Linked DNA regions of Zea mays: regions 2 and 3 are each linked to region 1. A link is a contact called in public Hi-C data. All regions are on one chromosome and are shown on one strand. The core of a region is the stretch at or near the end of the contact, and the rest is flanking DNA. Distances in the headings are between cores, read along the strand shown. Region 1 holds the start of LOC103643205 (transmembrane 9 superfamily member 9). Region 2 holds the start of LOC100502368 (evolutionarily conserved C-terminal region 5). Region 3 holds the start of LOC542697 (indeterminate domain p1).

The links. Hi-C and Micro-C count contacts between places; a contact is called where the count stands out from the background.
Region 2: a contact with region 1 is called in a Hi-C map of ear, with 2.4 times the contacts expected there. The contact joins the promoter of LOC100502368 here to the promoter of LOC103643205 in region 1. A contact is called at or near these places in 2 of 25 Hi-C or Micro-C datasets (ear and leaf).
Region 3: a contact with region 1 is called in a Hi-C map of ear, with 2.3 times the contacts expected there. The contact joins the promoter of LOC542697 here to the promoter of LOC103643205 in region 1. A contact is called at or near these places in 2 of 25 Hi-C or Micro-C datasets (ear and tassel).

What each region holds. Positions count from the first base shown.
Region 1 is chr1:210,556,025-210,559,835 of Zm-B73-REFERENCE-NAM-5.0, forward strand. It overlaps LOC103643205 (transmembrane 9 superfamily member 9), which reads right to left and starts at 1,908. Exons shown (of 7, transcript XM_008666355.3): 1 at 1,603-1,908. The coding sequence starts at 1,716.
Region 2 is chr1:210,308,508-210,312,318 of Zm-B73-REFERENCE-NAM-5.0, forward strand. LOC100502368 (evolutionarily conserved C-terminal region 5) reads left to right here and starts at 1,793. Exons shown (of 10, transcript NM_001196846.1): 1 at 1,793-1,884; 2 at 2,887-2,960; 3 at 3,057-3,228; 4 at 3,601-3,683; 5 at 3,757-3,811. The coding sequence starts at 3,791.
Region 3 is chr1:210,755,930-210,759,740 of Zm-B73-REFERENCE-NAM-5.0, forward strand. It overlaps LOC542697 (indeterminate domain p1), which reads left to right and starts at 1,835. Exons shown (of 5, transcript NM_001254875.2): 1 at 1,835-2,043; 2 at 2,864-2,913; 3 at 3,063-3,291; 4 at 3,553-3,811. The coding sequence starts at 3,150.

The DNA.
Region 1 (3,811 bases), core at 658-3,157:
TACCAAGATCCTATCTTTAATAGCAAGTTCTTCTGGTTGTGAAAGAAATTGGAGTAGGTTTGATGGGGTTAGTACCTATCTGTTATCAAAATTACAGCAGCATTACAATAAAATTGCAGAACTAAAAGTGCTCTTATTTTTAATTTATAGGTGCACACTAAGAAGAGAAATAGGCTTACTACAGACCGCCTCAACAAGGTGGTCTACATTCAATTCAACAACAAGCTGATTAATAAGAGAGCAAAGATCAAGTCCAAGAAAATTACTGATGTTCTCTTGCCTAATGGTACAACTGAAGCTCAAGGTTTCCTCCAAGAGAATGGAGATGATTGTGCATTAGTTTCCTTTAGAGATGAGGAAGAAGTCATGGAAGGTACAGGGATACCTTGGTCTGTGCTTGGAGATGCAGTGGGAGCAGAAGAACAACTAGAGCTGCGTAGAAGTGCAAGGGTGAGAGCTCAATGAAGAAGAGTTTGAGTCCGAAGAAGAAGAGTTTGATGAAGATGAGTATGAGATGGATGAACCCTAAGTGTGAGCCAGCTTCATGTCATGTTTTAGCTTTTATTATGCATCCATGTATCTTTAATTTGTGAACTTAGAACTCCTGCTGTGTACTTGTGTTTTGTGTTGTGACTTGTGAGAACTGAATCATGCGCTTGTTATTTAATTTCGTGGTCTGCTATGCATTTTATATGTGTTGCTGCCTGCTGTCCCTTCATGTTTGTGATTTCTAAAGGCTATCCTATGCTGCTGATCAGTACTTAATGGATGGGAGAAGGGTCAGACCTCAGATAATTACCTAACTTACTATTTCCTATTTTTTATCACTTGTATTGATGCCCAATTGCATCTAAAAGTGTTGTCCACTTCTATTGCAGCAGTGCTTGAGGATTCAGTGATCAACAGATCTGCAAGGACAAAGGACCTAAGGTATGTCTACTGGTCCTTCCCTATTTTTTATCTATAAATGTATATATTATATAAGTTAGCAAAACGCCTAGCATCGCTTAGGCAAGCCTAGCCTGGACTAGTCCCTAGACTAAGGGTCATCGCCTAGATTCCGCCTAGCGCCTAGCAAAACTTTGGTTCAAATATACGATTCAATAACATTACACAAACTTTAGACCGACTATAATGTTTTCGATTATTTATCATCGCTAAGGGGAAAACGCTTTTGCCTCAACATTGAGATTTGAAGCAGGGACCTGGCCAAAAGTGAATGCCAGTAGTCTCGAATTCCAAATGCATCCGGTGAAATGTCAGGGAGCAACTGAAGTGGTGGTGCGTCATTAGCACTGAGCAGCACCGTGCAGAAATGAAACGACAAGCACGCAATTCGTCAGACTACACAACTGCGCACAGAAGCGCCAACGATTATGATATCAGGTGAGAGAACAGCGTGTGCTACCCGCAACGACACGAGTAAGAGTAAGAGTAAGGGAGCGAGCGAGAGCAGAAGGACCCCGAGATCCCAAACACCACCGCTCGCATCCAACCCGATAAACACCAAACTATGGATCTGGCTGTCGAGATCCAGCGCGAAAGGATGGGGAGAACCGTTACGTTACGAGGAAGGTGGGAATGAGCGTAGGGAATTTGGACCTTATGGAAGTCGTTGGGCGCCACGCCGGGTAGGTAAAACGCGGCGGCCGGTGAGGCGGCGAGGAGCGCCGCGAGCGCCGCCGCGGCCCAGCGGAGCATCGCCGGAGCTCGCATCGGTGGGGGTTGGATCTGAGGCGGAGGCGCTCCCTCGCGTCCACTGGCAGACAGTCTCTCTCTGTGCTGTGGCCCTTCTCTGATGTATCAGATTCTGAATTGAACGATGAGAAATGGTGAACGGGCCGGCCGCCTATCCACTGAATGGGCATGCGTTTCAAGGGAAGTCAAATGGGCTTTGGGCCAGAGCCCGATCCACCCGACGGCTCACTCCGTTGAAAATGGAAAAAGTATAATTCCTTACTATATTAAAACACCAGTTTCAACGGTCGTCTCACGCTATTTTTTTACAATGAACCTCTTATATTTCTTCAAAATTAACCTGCGGTCCCAGATCATATCTCATCTTATCCTATTTGTTTGCACAGCAGTGTTCTCGCAGCTATCGCTCTAGCAACAAATTCCGTCCATTTCGCATCAACCTCCGCCCGCTTCTTTCGTTGTTGCACTGCCACCGGCGAGGAGGATTAGGGTGCTCACCTCCGGATAAGGATGCTCACTAGGTGATAAAAGTTGCATCGAGTCCAACCAACTCTAAACCTTCTCGTCACCCCCTGGGACCGGGAGTCCATCTCCTAGCTCACTCGTCTTCCGCTCCGCTCCTTCAACATAGGGCGTAGTTCGTGCATTCCACACATCACCAAATGTGGCGAGGTACAGATTTCTAGCCATTTAACTGTGGAGCATTGCTAGAGCATAACTATGAAAATGTTTTATTCATGTCGAATTAATTTCACATTGAATTTTAAGTGAAACCAATTATGCAATTGGAAGTGAGTACAAGGCACTCTAAAAGCGGAAAATGTTTCATTGTTTGATATGATACTCTAAAGGCAAGAGCAAGTATATATTTCTGTAATCATGTTAAGCGTTAGAGGATAAACTTGTTGTATTTAGTATTTCAGAAATGATCTTGTTGGCATACTTGTGCTTTTCTATGTCTTGCTAAACTTGGAGAAATTGTTAAGCCTTCACTATAAATGATGATTTTGGTTAGAGCATCTGATCTACACCATCTTCTCGGTCCCGAGTCCTAAGCCAAAACATTTGCTATAATTTAATTCGAGTATAGGGGCTTCTTTTCAACTTATTTTTTGGTCTTTTGGCCAAGTTCAAGTGTAATATTTTGTAACACCATGAAATTGGGGCATAAAATTTCTTTCTAAATATCCACATATGTTACCCTTGGTCTCTCTCTAGTCTCTCTCTCTTTCTTTTTGAGTAGAATTAAGTTAATTAGGAGAAGGGTTAATTATTTATTTTGTCAAAACAATGTAAGCCATGAATTGTTGCATCATACTGAGCCCAAAATATTCTTTGAATTGATGCAAATGTTTGAATTGGTTTGCATTTGAAACTTGGTTTGAATTTGAATTGAAAACCCTAGAGGAAATAAAATAGAAAATCCATTAGAAATTTCAGGGAAAATAGAAAACCGCATTTCGGACCAAATCAGCCCAGCCCCCACGCGCGCCCGTGCCCGCGCGCCAGCCCTCCCTAACAGGCGACCCCGCCTATCAGCGCCCTCTCTCACCTGCTCTTTCTTTCCTCTCTCTCCCTCTCGCTGCCCAGTGGGGCCGCCTTGTCGACGCCGATCTCCTTCGCGTGCGCGCACCCTTTCTCTCTGTCCCGTGGGCCCCGCTCGTCAGCCCGGACGCCTGTTCGCTCGCCCGCTCTCGCTTGCTCATGGGCCCTGCCCGTCAAACCTGCCCCCTTCCTTCGCAACCGCCGCGCCCATGCCGTGCGCCCTCGCCGCCATACCGGTGCCCACATCTGCACGCCCCGCCCACGTCGCCCGAGCATTAGGTAAAGACCTCGCACACTCCCTCAGCTCGCCCCTGCCCCACATTCGCGCTCCCCCGACCTCGCATTCACCCAGTCGCAGCGCCGCTTCCCCTCGTTGTCGCTTCGTCGTTCTGTCGTCGCCGCTGGACTTCTGTCAGCGCTTTGGCCACGGTGAGCTTCGCCTAAGCTTGGCGCATCGGGAACCCGCGGTGGTTTCCCCTTTCCTCAACTCCTCTGCCCGCTCCGCCCTCTACCTCTTCCCTACGCAGGTTGGAGTTCGCCGCCGCCGCGATCCTTCGACGTCCGGTCA
Region 2 (3,811 bases), core at 543-3,042, 250 kb before region 1:
GGTGCTTGCCCTCGCGTGGGCTTCCCTTTGTGTAGGGGCACCAACGAGGATTAGTCGGGACCTTGCGTGGTTCCGGATACCTTGATAAAAATACCGGCGTCATCCACGAGAGTTTGCATCTCTATCTTGCTCTTTAAGTTTCCGCATTTATATTAAGCATTTAAGTTTCAATCTTGTATTCATACTTATATAGTGTAGATTGAAACTTAGCCTTTGCGGTAGAGATAGCAACACTTAGACAAAACCTAGTCTACACATTCTAGTTTGTTTATTTGCATAGGTTTTGCTCTAGGGATTTATTAGTGGCCTAGTTTAGTGAAAGTTTTAGAAGTCCTAATTCACCCTCTCTTAGGCGTCACTGTTTCTTTCACCATGCAAACCACCAAAACCCATAAAGGAGCTTTGAATCTCTCCTTTTTGGTGACTGATGGCAACACAATTAAAGCTTACACAATATTTGAAATTAAAACACAATTTTGAATTCTAAGCTATAGAATGCTCCCCTGAATATGTTTTTACATGGAAATCTCAACTTTGGCTTCAAATGCTAAATTGCACATACTCAGGCTATGTACGAAGCGTTACATCTTAGCATCCGTGGTGTGCATTGTGTCAAGTATCAAATCGTGATGCATATGACACCCAAATGCACACAATCAACATTTTGCACCATAAAGTCATCATATAGACACCAATTAAAACCATTATATTTTAGAGGATTTAGAGCAGCAACAAATAGTTAAGCTCCAACAATGAAGCCTCATATGAGTAACAAAGACATGTGGCGCTTTATGATTGGAAGAAGGCACACGGGCCATAGGGCATGGGGAGGACGTGGCTGTTGTGGCCTCGCCAACTAGGTCCACTGCAATAGATAGGGCAGCCCAACAAGGTGTAGTATATTTGTAGCACATCAAGAGGTGCCCTATATTTTTTAACAATTTTTTTTTGTAAAATGAGTTAATGTTGGAACTGTTTTTTCTAGATTGAGCCTTATATTTTAATATGAGGTATTGTTGGAGATGCTCTAACATAATATTAATAAATAAGTTATATATCAGTCATTATACTAGTAATAAAAAAACAAACACAGTAGTTTCGCTATTTTTTTTCAACTCCTAACATTTTTTCTGCTAGACTCGAATCCGAGAGAAAAAGGAAAAGCAGCCATCGGGCCACCAACAAGGTCCTGGTCCTGTATCCCTCTTATGGATGCCAACAAATACGTATCCGTCGGGTAGTACCATTCTATAGCCGTATTCATAAAAAAAATTCTATCCACCAGGTTACCCATATATGTTCGCGGGTATAAAATCTTACCCATATTCGTACGCGCGCGGGTATTTTTACCCGTCGGGTAACCCGTACCTGCTAGGAAAGTTAAAAATTCCAATATACTAATAAATCAAAATATTAAATAAACATACAAAACAACTTCAACTTCACATATAACAACTTATATGATTACATAACTTGGTATCTAGACAAATGATAGCTACAGAAAGATTTTATTTTAGCTAAGATAGGCTCTATTATATGGTTATAGTAATATTGATACAGATATATTTTACTCATGAGTAACATGTATGCGTACCCGTCTACGGGTTGCGGATAGAGAAATCCCATCGTACGCGACTTCGTATTGGTAAAAGCCTTTGAGTTTGATACCCATGACATCTCTAATCGCTCTCATCAAATCACGATTCACATAAAAAAGGTGTGGGAGCCCGATCCGATCGCCAGATCCGCCGGCCTGTGCGCCGACTCGGGCGTCCTTCCACAGATCCTCTTCCTTCTATCGTAGGCTCGCCCTCGCCGCTCGCTGGAGCGGAGGTCTCTCCCTGCAGCCCATACTCCTTGATTCATTCTATTGCCTCGCCGCCGGTAAGGGATTTTGATCTGCACACTCTGCTGCTATGAATTGATCGGAGAGCCGTCAAATTCAAATTATTATTATCCCGACCCGACCGGTTTGTCGCCGATTCGATTCCATTGCCCTTGCCCCCGTCCCCCGTGCGTGTCAATTATGCGATCCGAGATGTATTGAGCTTAGAACCAGGGGGTCTCAAATTGAGTTGATCAGGCTTCTTGCTCCGCATGGTGGACGCTGCTGTTTCTGGCAGCGAAGATCTGGCGGAATCGCCCGAGCTTCAGCTTAACGCATTGCGAGTCCTTCTCGGTAGGTTCTCTTGGTTCGTGTGCACAAGTTTATGCGCATCGACATCACATTTAATCGGTTGGTACGGTGTTGTTGTCATTGTCACATAGAAATTATCACATGTATGTACTTCCTGTAGCAACGCAAAGTCCATTCGGTCGGGCGGTACATAGTTTTCAATGCCTGAACGGAACGGGCTTCGCGTGCAATTAGTCATACCTTGACTGTACGTCATGCTGATGGTTTGTGCAGATCGTGCTAGCGTAGAGGGCTGTGGTAGAATACTAGGATGTCTGTCAATGTCATGTGAGCTTTACATTCCCTAAGATGTGGTATTGTTTTCACTGAATAGACTGATGCATGTTAAACCTGTAAGATGCGCCTTTACCTTGTCGATCAGAGTAAGAGGCCAAGTACATGCAACGAGTATGAGAATTTCGAGCACTGCTTATTGCAACTCCCCGCGTGTGCTTTTATCAATGATCAACATACTCTTTTACAATTCAATAGATTGTGCATGCCATGTACTGGGAGATGTGATCGCATGGTATTTTGATGCAAAATGTTAGGGAAGCAACTATCCTTCTTTGCTATTTAAGGCCGTCCGTGAAAGTTTAGCTTATATACTTCATAATAATATAATATATGGCACTCAGCTTATCACATACAATTGGATAGCCTTATTTGTTGAAGCCTGACATGATTTTGTTCGAACCTTATTATTTCAGGCTCTATGGATAAGCAGGAGCCAGTAGCCAATGGTGAACAAACGATAGGTCTTGCTGAGAAGCCGAAGGAGCTGGTCATCACTCATCACTCATTACTGTATTACTGTTTTTATCCTTTTTTTTTCACTTTGTTTACTCTGTTTGTCTATTGTATCAACCATCTACCTCAGCCTGTTGCCAGTAAGGATGAGAAAGCAACTGTGCCCCCGATTTTAGTTGATTCAAATGCTTTCAATCTACCAAGTGAAGGCCAAACCCAAGCTGGCACATCTAACATGGATGGGGGCCATAATGGTGCACACAACTTTTATGCTTCTCAGGCACAACCATTCTATTACCAAGGTCAGCCTACATGTCTGAATATCTCTTCTCACTTTGCATTCCTTGTCCAGTTTTTATTACAGAACATGAACTTATGCATTGTCCTATATAGTTGATCTCATGCAATTATAGCCCATGGGAACATAAAGGAGAAATGATATCAAAAGTTTTATACTATCTATTAGGTGGTGCTCTTAACATATTTCTTTATGAAGTTACCTATGATTTATGTGTAGAAATATAATATATATCAATGTAAAATCAGTTTTTGTGGGGTGGACACAGAACCCACTTATTTTGTTTTCTTTAATATATTGTAGATTTCGCAGCTTTCATCTTGATTGATGAAAGTTCTTGTTGCATCCTTAGCATAGTTTCCCTCTCTATGGGCAGGCTCCGGTTCTGAAAACCCTACACAAGCATGGGATACATATCCTCCCTACATGAGTGTTGAAGGATTGGAAGTGGGTCCACCAGTAAGTAGAAAAAGTTTTCCTCTGTCATAAATATGCCATAGGTCACTCCTCTAAACTTGTCTTTTTCTTGAAGGTTGTATACAATGAGGACCCCTCATTGATGTTCCATGGTGGCTATGGTTACGACC
Region 3 (3,811 bases), core at 585-3,084, 200 kb after region 1:
GCGCTGGAATTTGGGAATTCCTGGGGAGATGAAAGGATCACATGCATGCATGCAGGCGCGCTCATCGAATAAACATTCACGCATGGCCTTTTGTTTTCTCCTGCATCATGCATCTCTCAGAGGAATCACATGCAATCATGCAGAGGCCGGTGGGTACGACGTACGTGACAAAGAATGTCGTGTGGGAGAAAGGTCAAGGATGTACGTAAAGTGCGTCGCTTGATTCGAATTGATTAGTGTGTATTTGTCTTAGCTTGCACGGCATCTATATATATAGCACTGCTGCTCTGAACGCGCGCGTATTTATATATTATACAAGTAGCAATGTGGATCGATGGAACTCAATTGATTTTAGAACTGAGCACTATATCATTGCAAGGCTAGCTAGAGTTGTTCTCACGAGTCTAAATCACGTACGAAACACGGAGGAAGGCATGAGAGTATTTTAGGAAAAAAGGTTCTAAGAAGACAAGCCGAAGAGAATCATTCCACAGAGTTTTAGAAAAATAAGGTACAATTGTGCATAAACGAGGGTTTGAATCTTAGTTGTTGATCGACTCCACATTCATACCCGGCCATATAGCCAACCGAACACACATTTTTTATGTTATACATTATGTACTCAAACATAATATAGATATTTCAAGAAAAATAGAAGAGAACCCCCAATCTATACTAGGCCTAGTCTGTTGTGCCTCACCTAAGGCCTAGATCAAGACACGACACAATGATCAGACCCGATGGACAATGTGCCGGGCTAAACAGTAGTGTCAGGCCACAGACCACCCATCATATCCAACCTATTTGGACATGTATACCCGTACATCAGTGATGCGCCCCGCGTAGACAGGCAGTGGCGCAATCAAGACGATCGCCTGCGCAACTACCCATTATCAACGCAGCAGAGCTGGTAGGTCATCGATTGAGATACATGGGTTCGACTCGAGATTATAGTTATTTGATTGAGGGGAGGTGTGTACCGGCGCAAGCACCCGCCATGGCGATGCCGTCCACCATAGCTACGAGGCATGAAGTCATGAGGATCGTCACCATCCTCACACAAGCCGCTCAGGACTTTCGGATGCTCATTGTAAAAGTTTGGAACGTGTTTGAACAAGTATCATGTTTAAACAAATTTACCCATGTGATAGATACAAACCGAAGTAATGCGCGTGCATCTAGCTATATGGAGTATATATGTGTGTGTGCGCGCGCGTGCTTGTTCACAAATAGTGTGCATATCGTTGATTTCACAAAGAAAGAATCTACTTGGTCTACAAAATTGGTATACATGAGACGTAATTATAAAAATGGTGAAGCCAATAAGACTAAACCTAGCATTTAATTGATTGCATGTATGGAATGTTTCACGACAAGAGAAACTACCATGATCTTCCGATGTCTTCTTCCCCCTGTCACGAATTGCGTAGAACATGGATGAGACGTGTGTGGAACAAAAGAGAGAGGCGGGGAATTTCTTGTGGTTCTCAGTCAATGGTTTATCTAGCCCGTGATATATACGTACTGTACTTAGTTACTATCAGTTCCATGTTTCAGGCCGGCCGAATCTTATTTCACATATGATGCCCTCACATAATCTTGGTTACGTACAGTATATGAAAACATCTAGATTCAGAGGGAGGAGAGAGAGAGAGAGAGAGAGACGGGCCGGGGATGAAAGGGATGACCGGATGAGCATCTTCCGATGGTCCTAGACAGGGCACACGTGGGCCCCACCGTCCAGGTCACTGTCGTGGATGGCTCACCCCGTGCCTGCACTGCAGCCCTTTCCCTAGTTACATCAGCGAGCGCTAGCTATGCCTTGCCTTTCCATCGAGCTGAGCTGAGCATCATGGGGTAGTGTGTGTGTGAGGCGATAGAGAAGCTAGTGCTCATAACCAACCACCACTCAGTCCTCCTCCTCTACCCTTTCCCTTCCGCCGCGTTCCTACTTGGTCCTAGAGGGAGAGAGATCTCGAACTCCAAGGGCGCATGCTCCGGTTGCTAGCTACGATGCCGTGTGCGTAGCTGCGGCAGCCCTTGGTTAGTTCTCTCAATCACCTTTCAGAGTTAATTGATTAGTTCGTGTTCGGTGTAGCTTCGATTATATCTGCTCATGGATGCATCTCTCTCTTTGTTCCCTATATATCCCGGCCCCCTCTTTGTTTTCTGTGTTTGTTTGATTCTTTCCTCTCTTTAATTTGCTATATTAGAGGTAGAGAGATGTGCTTAGTATTTGTTGATGATGCTCTATTTGGTTTCTTGCATATGCATCTCCATGCATGTTCTCTTCTCCTACCTAGCTCTCCACATGATGGCCTCTCCCTAGCTACCTACACACCTGCTATAGCGAGGTGGCTCACCGGCCGGCCCTTGTGCTATTGTAGCTAGCTTCTCTCATCCTAGTTTTTTTTTGGGATGCGCTTTGTTTACGAGTGCATCAGCCGCGCGCGCGGCTGGGTTTGTTTGGACTTTCTTCCTCCTCGCTCCGGCCGGCCTCATCGTCATCAGCTCCTCCATTTTCCCCATTACTCGCTTTTCATTTGTTGTGTGTTGCTGTGCAGAGAGGAGACACTAATTCGTCCTCTTTGGCACACAGATCCATCCGTGTCCATGTCCATGTCCATGCATGAGTTTCTTTCGAGTGTGCTGCAGCCTGCAGTACATATATACTGTGGTACTGCTTGTTTGCATTCATCAATTTGTCCGATCCTTCCTGGATGGATAGATAGATAGATACGATATATATAGACACACACAACACACATCATGTATATACAGACACATGTATAGCTGATGCATGCATGGAATTAATTTTGTCTAAGCTTGACACTAATTCCCTCTTCTCTCGTTTGTCTTTTAGATCGATCAATCGATCGCTTGTGCGGAAGGAGCCGGATCGAGTGGAGTCAGGTAGACTGCTAGCTTCCATTCCAACAAGAGGTTGAGGTACACACGCACAGGCACAGCGTGTGCGTGACTTGGACTAGTCGCTGTGACCGGCCGGTGCGTGGTGGCATCGATCTTTAGCTTGCTTGCTGATTCCTTCTTTCCTCCTGTAGCTAGCTAGATACTCCGTGGTCGTCGTCGTCGTTGGACGTACGCCAGAAGAGGGAGCTAGAGAAGAATACCGTACAGCTGCTTCCAACATGGCAGCTGCCTCGTCTGCCCACCTGTTCGGACTCGGCGACGGGCAGATGCAGATGCAGCCGCAGCAGCAGCAGGCGCCGCCTCCTCCTCTTGTGAACAACCCGGCCGCGCCGCCGCCCAAGAAGAAGCGGAACCAACCCGGTAACCCAAGCAAGTACCCTGGCTGGCCTTATTCGTTATTTGCTGTTTAATTGATCTCTAGGCAATTCATCAAATTCTTCGGTCCAGCTAGCTCTGGCCGATCTTTAAGAGAACCAATTATTAGCAATTACTAGCAGGTGTCGTTGATGTTTAAGAGAACCAATTATTAGCAATCATACGATAATGACAAATTAAACACACGCTTGCTTGCTTGCTTTTGCATGCATGGGCATCATTCATATCGTCGGCCGGCCCCTGCAGCAGACCCTGACGCGGAGGTGATCGCGCTTTCCCCCAAGACGCTGATGGCGACGAACCGGTTCGTGTGCGAGGTGTGCAACAAGGGGTTCCAGCGGGAGCAGAACCTGCAGCTGCACCGGCGCGGGCACAACCTGCCGTGGAAGCTGAAGCAGAAGAACCCCAAGGAGACGCGGCGGCGGGTGTACCTGTGCCCGGAGCCGACGTGCGTGCACCACGACCCGTCCCGCGCGCTGGGCGACCTCACGGGCATCAAGAAGCA